Regions from separate parts of the Mus musculus genome. Here all the other regions are linked to region 3. The links are chromatin contacts, called in public HiChIP or PLAC-seq and promoter capture Hi-C maps. All regions are on one chromosome and are shown on one strand. Each heading gives the region's core, a stretch centred on a gene start, on an enhancer-like site or on the middle of the called end of the contact. The rest is flanking DNA. Distances are from core to core; before and after follow the strand shown. Region 1 overlaps Anxa2 (annexin A2). Region 2 overlaps Rora (RAR-related orphan receptor alpha). Region 3 holds the start of Vps13c (vacuolar protein sorting 13C). Region 4 holds the start of Anxa2 (annexin A2).

What was found. Promoter capture Hi-C pulls out the DNA fragments that hold promoters and counts their contacts. HiChIP or PLAC-seq counts read pairs in DNA pulled down with a chosen protein or histone mark.
Region 1: a contact with region 3 is called in a promoter capture Hi-C map of the C10 cell line, with 4 times the contacts expected there. The contact joins the enhancer-like site here to the promoter of Vps13c in region 3. A contact is called at or near these places in 8 of 39 promoter capture datasets (the 3T3-L1 cell line, the C10 cell line, cranial neural crest and 5 more) and 1 of 9 other capture datasets (adipose tissue).
Region 2: a promoter capture Hi-C map of liver shows a contact between it and region 3, with 2.5 times the contacts expected there. The contact joins the enhancer-like site here to the promoter of Vps13c in region 3. A contact is called at or near these places in 5 of 39 promoter capture datasets (frontonasal cranial neural crest, liver, pre-B cells and 2 more) and 1 of 9 other capture datasets (embryonic stem cells).
Region 4: a contact with region 3 is called in an H3K27ac HiChIP or PLAC-seq map of extraembryonic endoderm stem cells, with 9 times the contacts expected there. The contact joins the promoter of Anxa2 here to the promoter of Vps13c in region 3. A contact is called at or near these places in 17 of 39 promoter capture datasets (the 3T3-L1 cell line, 3T3-L1-derived adipocytes, the C10 cell line and 11 more), 4 of 115 datasets of contacts at active chromatin or transcription factors (astrocytes, embryonic stem cells, extraembryonic endoderm stem cells and 1 more) and 1 of 9 other capture datasets (embryonic stem cells).

The regions. Positions count from the first base shown.
Region 1 is chr9:69,473,967-69,477,521 of GRCm38.p6, reverse strand. Anxa2 (annexin A2) reads right to left here. Exons shown (of 13, transcript NM_007585.3): 4 at 1,375-1,469. Among named protein-coding and RNA genes, the nearest start is that of Mir3109, 19 kb to the right of the region's middle. Within about 2 kb of position 1,456, at least 67 of the 459 cell types and tissues checked have an H3K27ac peak or open chromatin away from gene starts, as enhancers often do. A contact at or near this core is called in adipose tissue, where this site is marked.
Region 2 is chr9:68,882,533-68,886,175 of GRCm38.p6, reverse strand. All of the region lies in intron 1 of Rora (RAR-related orphan receptor alpha), which reads right to left. It overlaps Gm31262 (a long non-coding RNA gene), which reads right to left. Exons shown (of 2, transcript XR_379583.4): 1 at 1-3,643. Among named protein-coding and RNA genes, the nearest start is that of Gm31262, 61 kb to the right of the region's middle. Within about 2 kb of position 1,570, at least 70 of the 459 cell types and tissues checked have an H3K27ac peak or open chromatin away from gene starts, as enhancers often do. A contact at or near this core is called in liver, where this site is marked.
Region 3 is chr9:67,838,949-67,842,595 of GRCm38.p6, reverse strand. Vps13c (vacuolar protein sorting 13C) reads right to left here and starts at 2,245. Exons shown (of 85, transcript NM_177184.4): 1 at 2,070-2,245. The coding sequence starts at 2,169.
Region 4 is chr9:69,451,868-69,455,296 of GRCm38.p6, reverse strand. It overlaps Anxa2 (annexin A2), which reads right to left and starts at 1,614. Exons shown (of 13, transcript NM_007585.3): 1 at 1,558-1,614.

The DNA of each region.
Region 1 (3,555 bases), core at 207-2,706, 1.6 Mb before region 3:
GAGAATTGTAATGCATGTGGGATGAAGGGAGCTAGCTGCTTTCCCATTTACGTCCTTTCCCAACTGCTTTGGAGCACGGAGGACAGAGCTTCAGCCAGGCTTGACCTGGAACTCCCAGGACCTGGTGGTCACGCCAACTCCAGGGACACACAGTTTCTCCTGGCATTCTTTCAGGTCAATGCTACTGTAGCGGGGAGTGAAAGCCTCAAGTCAGGCGGGAGCCGCATGAGGTCACCCTGATGGCACTGTCCGAATATAAGTCAAAAGCTTTTAATAGCAAAGCGTTAGAGATTAAGTAGCATATCCTTAAAGGTAAAATGTCCTAGTGCTGTGGGAAACTAAGGTGGACAAGACGGGGCCTGCTTTAGCCACGAGTGGACGAGCAAAGGGAAAACACACACAGAAAACTCCATAAACACTAGGAGCGAAGCCTATTGAAGATAGCAGGCTGGACCACAGCACTTCAGCCACGATGAATCTGATAAAGAAGCTGTGTGTGTGTGTGTGTGTGTGTGTGTGTGTGTGTGTGTGTGAGATTTAGAGCTCTCTGAATCAGCTAAATTGACTGTCTGGGGAGCCCCAGGAATCCTATCTAGCGTCCCTAGCACTGGGGTATTTAGCTCTTTTAACGTGGATGCTGAAGATTGAACTCAGATACTCATGCTTGTGTGACAAGCACTTTACCAACAGAGCTGTCTCCCCAGCCCCTCAGTGTAAATGAGAAGCACACGTTAGGACTCACGCCCAGTGGAGGAAACCATTCTGAAATTACATTCACAACATCTGACGAAGAAGCCAGAGAAGCCATGAGAGGAAGTGAGTTGCTACCTAAGCACAGCAATGACAGAGTCAGCACATAACCCGTGGGACCATTGCTTCTCTTCCTTGTCGTCTATTCCAGAATGCCTCCCTCGTGTGTTCCAGGATGTCACCTTTCCATTCTACCTCCCACGGCTGTACCTATGAAAGCAGCAACCCTCTCAAGGATATAAGAGGGAAACCTTGGACATCCAAGAGTTCTAGAAGGATCCTTTTGGTTAAAGAAGATCCACAACTCACAAAAAGAAAAAGTAATGTTGGACGGGGTAGGGGTGGAGAATGGGTTAGCAGGTAATGGTGCTAAATGTAAAAAAAAAAAAAAAAAAAAAAAAAAAAAAAAAAAAAAGCCAGATGTGGTATCCCCAGCATTTCTGTGACAAGATAGAAATTGAAGACAGGGGAATCATCTGGAAGCTTTAGGGCCTGCCACCCTACGGTATGCAGGGCAACACAAACAAGGGACACACACACACACATATTAATTAAGAACAGAACAGGCAATATCTGAGAACATTAACTCAACAAGGCCTGCCCTCCACACTAAGGTTCCAGTACCTTTTTGGTCCTTCTCTGATAGGCGAAGGCAATGTCCTGCCTCTGCACATTGCTGCGGTTTGTCAGGATGTTGACAATGGTGACCTCATCCACTCCTGTGGAGAATCAAGTTATGAACAGTTACCCCACCACACGCTTTAGGAGACGTTCACACAGTGAAATCCACATACTCTCTCCCCAACCCAATACTAGAATGTCACGACTAGCTCATCCCTCTTCCTGACCAAACACAGGCACCCTCATTACCTTCTTCCCCAGAAAGCCTTGGACCTTGGGCCTCAACCCTTTAAATATTTGCACTTAAAAAGCTATTTTATTCATAAATTGGTTTCCAAAATCAACAGTGGGAGGTACACGTGTGGAACTCTGGCAGTCAGATGGAACGAACAACAAAGATTTTAAATGAAGGTCCCCAAATTGCCACTTAACTGGAGAATTAATAGACAGAACCTTCAAAATGAATTAATAGAGACAATTATTTATATTTATTGCAAGATTATGGCTGTATAAATGGCTAGGTATAATTTTTATAATTATACCAGCTGTCATGACAAATGAGTCAGGCTTAATATGGCAGTTATATTTTAATAGCTAATTGATTAATAGAACCACACTTATTGAAGATGAGATTGTCTCACAAGGAAAGTATACATCCTGTGCTTTCAATCTTCAATAGGTGACTTTAATAATCAATTTTACAACTGTATTAAAAAAGAATAAGTGCTTTAATCTAAATTAAATCTAAATTGGGAGTTTTGAAGTGCCACCCAAATGTTTCAGTACCTATTTTAATTGGAACATGTGTATTTACAAAGATAAGCAAGGTTCGAGGTATCTGAAAGTTTCCAATTTTTATATCAGAAATATTCCTCACATGTCATTTAACTCAGCAAAGCTCAGTTTTGAGGATTCAGGCAGCAAGAGAGCTTTCCGCTGTCTGACTATGAACTTTGCTCAATAAAAGGAAAAGCCTTTGCCATGACTGGTGGGCAATTCCAGAGTCCCTAAGCACAAAAGGTCACTTACAGACTGCACCCAACTTGTCTTACAGAAAGTCAGAGGCATCCCAAAGCACTTGGAGCTCAGAACTATGATGTTTGGGCGGCAGAACAATGAACAGTTGGACAGTGGAAGCATCCTGATGCTTCACGCGCATTTACAACGTGATAATTTCCGGGTATAAAAAGAAAGATGCTTTAAAACATTCATGTACTCATTTCCAAGTGGGGTCACGTACTAATAAATGTCTAGCACTCCACTTAGATTTTAGAGTAGTCAGTGTGAATACAGTGTGAATACAGTGTGAATACCCTATTGCTAGACACTGAGGTGGGTTTGAGGATACGGATTATCACCCTTGTATGTCCAATAAGGGACTGATTACATAATCTCATTTTGTCCACACACTGGAATACTATGCTATGTATGTGGTCATTTAAAATAAAGCAAGGTGAATTATTTTTATTCTTTTTTGAGGATTTTTTGTTGTTGTTGTGCTTTTGTTTGTTTGTTTTTTCAGTTTTTTGGTGGTTTTTGGTTTTGAGACAGGGATTCACCCAGCTGGTCTCAAATTCACAGAAATCTGCCTGCCTCCTGCCTCCTGCCTCCTGCCTCCTGCCTCCTGCCTCCTGCCTCCTGCCTCCTGCCTCCTGCCTCCTGCCTCCTGCCTCCTGCCTCCTGCCTCCTGCCTCCTGCCTCCTGCCTGCTGAGATTAAAGCTGTATGGACTATACAAAGAAACCCTGTCTCGAAAAACAAACAAGCAAAACCAACAAAGGAATATGGATGGATCTGTGTAGAAGGCTGGATCTAGAAGCAGATTTGTCAAAGGTTTCGCAGTATCATGCTGATGACAGTCAATGCAGAGAAACTGAACAGAGATCCTCTACAAGTGGGCAGCTCTGGACCCTAAACCCTCTAAACCCTCATCTGCATCAGTGCTGTGTCACAGGTAGTTGCTGGCATGTCTCAAGAAGCCCAGCATTCTCTGGGCTTATGTGCCTTGAGCTGGCACATAAGGCATAACCTATGCTAAAGCACCAGAATACCCATTGGTGATATTATCTTTAAAAAAAAGATTTATTTATTATGTATACATCATTCTGCCTGCATGTATGACTGCAATCCAGTAGAAGACACCAGATCTCATTACAAATGGCTGTGAGCCACCGTGCAGTTGCTG
Region 2 (3,643 bases), core at 321-2,820, 1.0 Mb before region 3:
AATTACCCTCTCCTCGATAACTTTGAGAAATGCCAGAGAAAAGGAAGAAGGAGCAACAATACCACGGATACCACTTTGCCTGCTTAATTAAAGATCATATTCTTGACCTTCCATGGAAAGAATGAGGAGTGATGTGTGTGTGTGTGTGTGTGTGTGTGTGTGTGTGTGTGTGTGTGTGTGTCAGCATGCATGTGTGCAGATGCTGGTGCAATGGTTTGGTCCTCAACAGCCACACCAATGATGGGAGATTCCCTTCTTATGTATAGAATTAAGGAGATCTGCTGGGTGCTGCTCCGCTGGTCTCTCAGCATCTTATAGGAGAGGTTAGACCTAGAAGTTGGTTGGCTTGGCCTTGGGGGTTTCTACTAGGCCAAGTTCCCTCGTGTGCATTCCTCCAGCACATGAGGCCAAGGTGCTTCAGTGCCTTTGGTAGACCCTACACATCTCCCTGAGCTTGTTCCCATCTGCACAGAGCCTCTGTTCATACTGGAGAACCCTGGACACACTAGGAGAGATGAGCATGACAAAGCTCAGCTCTTCCCTTCAGTGAGAGAAACAGGATGATGAGAAAGCACAGTGGGTAGCCCAGAGAAAGAAGGGCCAGTTTGGAGCTCTTACGGTCCCCAGTCTATGGGGAGGACAATTCTTGGATGGGCTGTGGGTAGTAAGCCTGGGCTGATTTCAGGGGGACTGGGGGACTCCAAATGTGATAACCAGCCACACTGGATTCTGCTATAGTTATTTACAGTCTCCTGGAGCTAGACGAAAGATTCAAAGTCACCATGTGGTGGCTACCAAGAAGATGCTTTCTTAAGCAGTAGAATTCTCTTTCAAATTAAATCTTCTATGGACCCCTGGAATGAAAAATAATTTACATTGAGAAATGGCTGCTGAGCAATTAAAACCCCTCACTGTTTGATGGAAAAAAATTATTCTCACAGCATACAGGGCTCCACTAGAACACTCTGTGAGGGCTCCCAGAGAGTGTGTGTGAAGACCGGGTTCTCAAATAAATGGGGAGCACACTGCCACTGAGGCATATTCCCCCAAAGGCAGCTCACACATTTAGAATTTCTGTCCTCCCCCCCCCCACCTGAGTGCCACCCCCTCATAGTTTGCATGCATGAATGGTAGCCCTTCTCTGAGGCTCAGGGACTTACATGCGCACACCGTAGAGGGAGGTGTTCACCACAGTGGAAGCTAAAAACTAGGCTGTACGTATGCTCTTTCTTTCTTCCCCCACATATATGCTGGAACTTGAGCCAGCCAGGTCCCTTCTGCAGTCTCAAGACTTCCTGCCCATCTGTCTGTGAGGGCCGAGGGCTAGTTTGTGCATGTGGGCAAGAAGGGAAGGGGAGTCTTACATTACTGGCAAAAGTGGGGGACAGGGAATGGGTACGGGAAGGTCCTGCTTCCTTCCAGCTTCAACGTAGCCCCCTTCAAAGTACAGAGGACAACACAACCTGGCTATTCCAAGTAAAGCAGTAAACAGAGGTAAATTCTAACCAGACTTTGTGTGTTAAAAGGAAGCGAAAGCAGCTGAATTATGTACAAAAACTTACCCTGCCCCCGGAAGGCATCAAAATAGAACTTCCTGGAGCCTGCTAGAAAGACAGAGGCGTCCTGCACACAGAGCTTCTGTGAGCCTGCCAGAGAGATGTCCTGCATGCCAACTGCAACTCTTTAGAGAGGATCAACAGCTGGAAAGGCAAACTTTTTTTTTTTTGAATGTTAACATTTTACAGTTCAAATCACTTAACAGATGTAAAATTATGGGTTATACTTAGCATTAGTTTTTTTCCCCCCAGAAATTATTAACTAAAGAAGATCTTTCTGGAAAACACATCTGATGGTTAGAATTTCTTGATGATGATGACAAGAACACGCTCCTTTTACTAAATGGGAATGTTTGTTTTACCCAATCTCACTTTCACCAGCGTACCCCATAGCTGATACAGGTTTACATAAGGTTAACTGGGCGTTTTGAGGCATTAACCATACACATTTCGAAGCCTAGGCATTAAGTTGTCTTAGGTGACTAGTCAAGAAATGTTAATGAGACACTAAGGCAGGGATTGATATCATACCCAAGAGAATATTCCTGAAGGGAAACAGTCAGGGTAAGACAAGGCCGATGACATCAAAGAAAGTTCCAGATCTCAGCTCAAAGGTGATGATGTGGGGGTAAGTGGGGCAGATGATGTCAGCAAACTCTCTGAGCGGGTCAAAGTTGAGGGCGAAATGGATAAGGAATCGATAACTGGCTGACTGATGACAAATCTGGTGGGGGAGAGTTGGGTAAAGAGCGGCTGTTCAGAAGGCAGAGAAGGAAAGGCAAAGGGCACGTGATACTGTTGCTAAATACATCTCCAAACTCTTATGAGAGGTTTGGGAACATGAGATGGGAGAGAAGAGAGTCATGTGGACCTCTGGCAGCCAGGGACGCAGGAGGTCTGGAGAGATACGCACCATATAAACCTCTCACTTCTTTAACCTCCGTTTCCTCAGCATTAGTTTGAAGTTTGTTCCAGGTGGCTTCTGAGCTTAAGATAATTATTTGAAGGAACAACATCAACATCAAAAAACCCAAACCAAAACAAGACCTTCTCCAGTGGAGAGACTTAAAGTATTCCATACAGACAAAAAAGCCTTATCCAGTGCATTCTAGAAGCTTCACCCAGCACCTGACTCTGGTTTGCCTGACTACCAAGTGAGATCCCTTTGTCTATCAATGCTGGGTTAAAGATGATCAATGCCCAGACATCATGTAAATCAAGGAAGAAAACAATGCTTTGGAAACTGAGTACTGAGCCAAGGGAAGGGGACAACTATGTTCTAGAAAAATCTTAATAAGTCAACTCGGAGTCCAGCTTCCCTTTTAGAAACAGCATGCCAATAACGATCCACTTCATGGCTGTGTACGTCTTGGGCTGCAAGAGGCTGACAAAGCATTTGGGTCTTACATATTACAGTCAAAAGAAGGAAGTCGCCATTGTGCTACACTGGCTAGCTTGCCACGGAGTTAACTCTTTCAGTGCAGAGGCGTCCTGTTAGCTTCTCCCCCAGGGGAGGGAAATAGGTACCTGTCTATGTGTTAACAGATCAGCCTCTTTGAAGGCACAGTTCTCAAAAATAGACTTACTGTATCCCACCACCAAGGACAGCTCATGTTTTCTCTTTGCTTGAAGTGCTGGCCCTAACTGTCAGCTCTCATGTCCCTTGGGATGCAGAGTCAGAATGTGAGACTTGGAACATCAGAGCCAAAAAGCCACCTCTGAGCGGTTCAGAGGCAAGGTGGGAAGGGGTAGGGGAGAGAAAAAACAACAGCAAAAAAAAAAAAAAAAAACCCCACAAACCAAACCAGCATCCCACTGTGATGTCAGCCATATTTCTTCCACATGGCAAGTTTCATTTTGTTTAATTTAACAATAAACTCATTATATTAACTCAATTCAATAGAAGCAGCAGGGGGATTTCTCCTAATTTAATCCTGGGTTTGGAGGAGCCTTGCTCTGTGCTCAAACAATGCAATCCAGAGATTAAAGGGCTTGTAGCATATTGAAGGAAGGGAATACAGTGGTGTCTCCCAAGGCAGCCTACTGGGGAATTAGGGACCCATCGGCCCACGGCTCACTTTATCCAG
Region 3 (3,647 bases), core at 996-3,495:
CGGGAGGCAGAGGCAGATGGATCTCTGAGTTCGAGGCCAGCCTGGTCTAGAGTGTGAGTTCCAGGACAGCCAGGGCTACACAGAGAAACCCTGTCTCAAAAAAAAAAGAAAGAAAAGGAAAAAAAAAGAAAAGTCTCATTCCTAGATTTCACTAGAGACAATGAGGCGGGAGGTTCAACACAGCTCTGTAACCCTTAGATTCAGTGTGAATAAGCTCGAAATCTCCAGACTCTATTCACTGTCCAACGGTTTACAAACTGAACAGCCTCAGATGCTAACGTGTCCAACTCCAACCCTTAAAAGTGAGCACGATTTGGTAGTGAAGGAATCTTCAACCGTACCCATACATTTTATTTCTTTTTTAAAAGAACTAAAGTCAGGACCAGGCAACCAGTAAAACCCGAGGAGTGGTTAATGGGAATGTCATCTTGTCAGGTGTGATTCAAACTCCTCTGAACATACAATCGCTTTCTCTGTGGAAGCGGAAAGAAAAACCAAAGGTTTTTACTTACTTTTACTTTTACTGTAAATGGCTTGCCCAACACACTAGCAGGCCTAGAACTATAGGAGTTCTAGCTTAGAGTTCACGCTGACCTGAAGCACTCTTTTCAAAACCGTTTCACAAAGAATAACTGACATTACTGCGAGAATTCTAAAGAAACACTCGCCCTCTCTTTGTGCAGAAGGATCTGGATGCTCCTTTTAAAAACTTTTCCTTTTGTATTATGTAGCAGGGACGGGTACACAAAATGTGTATTTATGGAAAGAAACCTGTTTTAAAATAAAATAAATATGTGTTCCAATGTAATTCAGGAGACTAGTCATAATTCACATTGTCCAATAAAAATAGGGTGCCTCTCCCTAATCACCGATTTTAGGAGCCCAGAGTTTTGATAGACATAATGTGGAAATCCTTTGTAATTGCTCGTGCTAGGTATAGCGATAAGCAAGCCGAGCAGAGCGGATGGGAACAGCCTATGCCTTTTAGCTTCCTGATTATATTTCTTGTAACCTCATCATAAATTGACCTTGTAGTTGATGATGGGTCTGAATTTTAATAATGTATTTAACTCAAATCTAGTCAAATACCATTTCAACATGTAGCCAACATAAAATTTATTGAGATGCTAATTTTTTTTGGTCCTCCATTAGGAAAAATGCTTATCTTCAAAACCCAGAGTACTTTATACTCAGAGCAAGTAACCACATTTCAAGCACCTAACAGCTAGTTTCTCCATTGGCAAATGCCAACCTGACAGACCCAGCCTATACTTAAATCGCTGACAATTAAAAGTAGCTCCATCCATTTAAGTTGGATGTTATTTTTTTAATTTCCTCCCAAAGCTGACAAAATTCTCAAGCCTTATAGTAACTTAGTATATGAATACAAGCACACCCCCCCATACCCTCCAAACACCCAATCTGTTTTGGTATTCTACGGTGCTGAGGAGGCTCGAAGCACAAGTTCTGCCACTGAGATACACTCCCAAATCCAAGTTTACTGAAGAATGCAGAAGTAGGCTGCTTATCATAAGACTTTTCTACTCCTAATCGTCAGGATAATAACCTTAGCAGGTTTTCTCGAATTTGCATCCTAGCAGACAACCCTAATTAATCATGCCTCTGGCCAGTGGCTCGAATGTCTATTTCAAAACAAAAACAAAAACCTGCAGAGCCCTCTACCTAACTAGGAAGTGGGCAATGGTAGGAATCTCTGAGTTAAAAGTCCTAGGGGACAAGACATGCCTTTCTTCTCACTGTCACCCCTGCCCATCCTACCTCCCCGGGCTGGGAACCAGGAAGCCTGGTCCTGGGGCTATGAGATGCAAGGGGAGACAATCTGGCACCGTAGGGAGCATGAGCCACACTCTGACGTCCGCTGCTGAGGTAAATAATTACTTTTTTTTCCTTGTTTTATTCTGAGGCATTGATGGGGACTGCTAAGCAGCGCGCTGCCCCTGTGTGGCTACATCGACAGCAGGGGCAAGCCCAGCGAGGTCACGGGGTCCTCAGGCTCCCACACGCGCAGCCCCCTTTCCCACGCCGGTAGGCCGTGGCATCGCGCTTACCGCCCCAGATCCCCAGCTTTAGCTGGGACTTGTTCAGGTTCTCCACGTAGTCCCCTAGGAAGCGGTTCAGCAAGTCAGCGACCACCGACTCCAGCACCATGGCGGGGACCAGGAGGCGGGAGAGGGAGGAGCCGGAACGCAGCGCGCAGGGGAGGGCTGTGGCCGGCGCAGAGACTGACAGCTGCGGCCCGCCCCGCCCCGCCCCGCCCCGCGCCGCGCGTGCGCGACGCCGCCAGTGCGCAGGCGTGACCCCACCCCCACCTCCGCGATTGCGGGGGGGGGGGGGGGCAACGAGAGAGAGAGAGAGAGAGAGAGACAGAGAGACAGAGACAGAGACAGAGACAGAGAGACAGAGAGAGAGAGAGACAGGGAGACAGGCCTGGGGTAAGGTGCTGTCGCTCTCCTGCACAAAGCTGTGTTCGAGTCCTGAGCATCTCATAATCGCGGCATAGTAATGCACTTCTCTTAACCCCAGCAACTGGGGAGACCAAGGAGAGTCAGAATTTCAAGGTCATCCTTGGCTACATAGCCAATTCAAGGCCAGGCTACAAAGCTAGTTCAAGGCTAGGCTACACAGTCAGTTCCAGACCAGACTAGGCTATATGAGGCCCTGTATTAAGAATTATTTTTTTTAAGTAATACAATAGACTGGTGAGATGGCTCTGCCCGTAAAGGTGCACGCTGCTAAGTCTGATGATTTGAGTTCAATTCTGAAACTCAATGGTGGAAGGAGAGAACAGACACTTTCAAGTTGTTGTGACCTCCATACTCATTATACCTTGCATGCATGCAAACACACAGAGAGAAAACCAAAGATACATAGTAAGACCCTGTCTCAAAAATAAATAAATAAACAAACAAACAAACAAACAAACAAATGCAACTTAAAAGTAAAGTCTGGGCATGGTGAGCGGCATCGTTAGCCTCAGGCAGATCTCTGTGAGTACAAGGCCAGCCTAGTCATACATAATAGGGAAGAAAAGAAAAAAAAAGGACAGTGCTAACCAATAACTAACAAAGACCTACCGTTCTTCCACTCTTGCCACATACATAAATCCTTAACCATCTGTTTCCCTTGCTCCTTCGGACTAAACCTAGACCTTCTCACCTTCCCTGTGTATAACCAATGAACAGCAAGTCTGCCTGTTCTATAGTGATTCTGTTGCCTTAATTCTGTCTTGCTTGCACCAGCTCACTGGTACCTACTAACTGCCCCACTAGCCCCCAACCCTTTTCTTTCCTTCGATCTAGCCCTCAGACTGTCACCAGAACTCACTTTTCCAGAGCACAGAGAAATCTGTTAGTCACCTACTGTTTGGGGTCCACTTAACTCCAACACAACTCAAACACCAGGTCAATGCAGATGACAAAATTTTATTGACATCAAACCGTTACTGATCCACTGGGGCCGAGCAGACTCAGGAGCTGAACTGCAATGCTGAAGAGATGCTGTACAGCCCATTTAAAGGATGAAACCAGAGAAGGGGAGCTGGGTGGGATGCAGCATTGTCCTATTAGATTTTGACATGAGGGTTTGAGCAAGAGAGTTTCCACCAATCAGGATAGGAGTTGGTTCCT
Region 4 (3,429 bases), core at 365-2,864, 1.6 Mb before region 3:
AATTGAGCCCCACATCAGTGATTTATTCTTCCTACCCACAGATCACCCCTCACCCTCCCCAGTTTGCATTCTGCTCCCCTGCCTTTAGCCAGAACTCGGATACACTGCAAATTAATCTTTTTCTGGTGCTAGCTTGGGATTCCAAACACATTCTATAGCTTTGTTGGGGTTGGGCAGGGAAGTGGCTTCCCGAGTCCAAGTTGCAGACCCACCTAATTATACTCCTGAGTGTTTCAGGCTGAGGATCTTGAATTCCAAGAGTTTATGGTTGCTTTTAAGGGCTGGAGTTGAATATGGCATAATAGTTCACACATGAATAGCTTTTTCAAGTTCTGGGAATGAAGTTCAACCTACTACGGTACTCTACCAATTACCAATAAGCTTGATCGTGATCATAAGCTCATGGTTTTTTTCTTTTCTCTCTCTCTCTCTCTCTCTCTCTCTCTCTCTCTCTCTCTCTCTTTTTTTTTTTTTTTTTTTTTTTTTGGTAGTTGGGTTTTTCCCCCTACAGGAATCTCACTTACTATGTAGCTCAGGTCGGATTCAAAAGGGATCTTGCTGCTCCAGTCTTCTGAGTGTTGAGATTACGGCTCTGTCTCAAGTAACAGTTATTTTGTTGCCTTTGCTTTGCTTTTACATTTGCATGACACTGTTTCAGTACGCTTTATTTAGCTATTTTTGAATGAACTTGTTTTCGGAAACCTTCAATAACTCAGTGTGAGTGGCGCTATCAACAGCAGAGTTCGGAAACCACTTTCATAGATAAAGAAACTTCTCCAACCACAGCCCTCCGCGCCAGCTTTGGAACCTGAGGCCCAGGAACCACGCCCTTTTCTATAGACCCTATCAACTGATTCATGGTGGCATCAGCACAGTCAAGGCAACGTTCCCTACAACCACCCGGGGACACTTCCTTCTGCACACATTCTAAGCGAGCCACAAACTCCCCAGAAGAAATGAAGTCTGAGGTCGCTGACCTAGCAGACAATCTAGCGTTCATGACGAAGACTGAGTTGAGATTGTAAAGAAGGGCACCCAGTAGTCAAGACTTGAGGTTCTGGTGCCCCCTGGACCTCCCCCAGGTACCCTGCTCCGACTCCACAAAGGCACGTCCCTCAGTTGCAAGGAAATTCACCTGAAATTGCAGAAGTTACGGTCCAGAGTGAGAGAACGCAGTGCGGAAAGCGAAGTGGGACTTCTCACTGCTGGGCCGGAGGCTCCCCCAGCGGCCACACCCAGTCCCCCTCCTGACATCTAGCACGTCTGGAATGCCGCCCCCTCGGCTCCCCGCCCCACAAAGGGTCTCCCCGTTCCGAGGAAACCTCAAGGGGAAGCACGCCCCGACCCCTGCGCCCCGACCCCTCAGGAGAGTGGCATGCAAAGAGCACGGTCACTTGCGGGACACTTTGCAACTCTGTTGCAGGGCCTCGCAGATCACCGGGTGGAGTGGGTCCCTCTCCGTGCCTCCCGGGGTCCCCATCGCCGGAGCCTGCCCGCTCCCCGTTCAGCACCGCAACCCCGAGGCCATAGCGGGCGACCGGGCCGCGCCCCACTTACCTGGGCCGGGCACGTATCGCTGAGAGCCTCCCTTGAAGCGGAGCAGCCCGGCTGGGCTGGGTGGGGCTTTTATACCCGCCCCATCCTCCCAGCGCGAGGCCGCCCCACATCCCCTCCCTCCCCGGCCTGTTCCCACCCTGCTGGGTGACTCATCCAACTTGGAACGTAGCCCAAGCCCAGTCCTGCCCTACGTGACAGCTCCACCGCCTCCCCAGGCCCTACAAGTATCCACCCATTTCCCCCGCCCAAATCCCCTTACTCCTAGAGTACAGGGCCCTGCTCAGGCTGGCTCTGGGTTATTAAGATTTCAGCTGCTTGGCTTGCCCAACTCACTTCTTTTGCTTTTAAAAGGCTTCTAGGCAGCGAGGTAATGGAGGGTAGAATTGTTTCAAGGCGCATATATTTGGATTCCTCTGAACTGGGCCGTTGGCACCCAGCTCTCCATCACTGTCTGCAAACATATTAGCTTAACCTCTGGTCACCAGCTGGAGCAGTGTGAGGAGGGTGTTCGCTTGGCCCTGCTTTACACAGTCTACTCCGCCTTGTAAATCAAAGCGGAGAGGCCTCTAACCAGCTAGGGAGACTAAGAGGTAAGGCTAGAAGGTACCTCCTTCCCCCAGTACTCCAATACACCCCAGGTCCTACGGTCTTTTCCTAATTGTAGGTTATTGAAGGTTTTTCCCCCTTCTCATTCCTTGACAAACTGTTTCTCTGGGTCATATTGTTTCTTTTCTAGCTTGCTTTTCCAGGAAACAACGCAGTAGTGAACTGTGTTTGTGGGTGACTGTTCACACCGCATTAAACTTCAAGCTAGCAAGAGAGCTGGAAATACCTTAAACACTAGTTTTGGTTCTTTTGTTTTGTTTTGTTTTGTTTTGTTTTTGTTTTTCAAGGCAGGGTTTCTCTGTATAGATCTGGTTGTCTGGAGACTAGGCTCGTCTGGAATCAGAGATCTGCCTGCCTCTGCCTCCCCAGTGCTGGAATTAAAAGTGTACACCACCACCGCTGCCCAGTCACACTAGGTCTTTCAACTCCGTCCTTGCAGAGTCTACCTCTCTGCTTTCTCTAGGTTCTAACGATTCTCTTCCATCTAGTTGTGTGTGCTTGTGGTTCACTCGTATCACACGTGGTCACGTGTATCACACATGACCTGCAAGGCGCTGTCAGCCTCTAGGATGCTGTCCCTTCAGAGCACCCACCTTGGCCCAGCTTGTTATTTGAGACAAGGTATCTCTTTGGCCTGGAGCTCACAAATTAGGCAAGATTGGTTGGCCAAAAAGCCTTCTACCTGAACTTGGAACAGAACTCAGGTTCTTAAGCTACAAGATCTTAGGCCACTATCTTCCCAGCCCTGGTCCCTTCTGATATCAACATCTGTTTATACTTTCCACTACGGTCTCAATTCACTCCTAGGAACCAAAGGATGACAGTTAGGGGAAGAGATAGGCACAGTGCCCACTGTCACATAGACAGGTAGCTGTGAAGTTGGCCCCAGCAGAGTGACAAACAGAAAACAAGATATCCCTTTTGATACAATGTCTGATTTACATTCATAGTGCTTCAGTGTGGGCAGCTTTAAAGACAGAAACCTTGTTTATCTGACTACTGGGGGTGAACATCTTGGAACATAAGACACAGGCACACACTACCAGCAAGCAGTAGCCTGCCTCCCTGGGTTATTTCTCCACCCAGGCCCGCAGGCTCCACATTCCTGCATGTGTGAGGGAGGGTAGGAGGTCCAATGTCAGAAGTAGCATTGAATTGACATCATGTGAAACATAAAAAAGCCACCAACCATCCAAAACTATTTTTGACTTATTGTGGACATCTGGCAAAGCTAAATGTACAGAGAGCTGTATGTGGCCAGGCCTC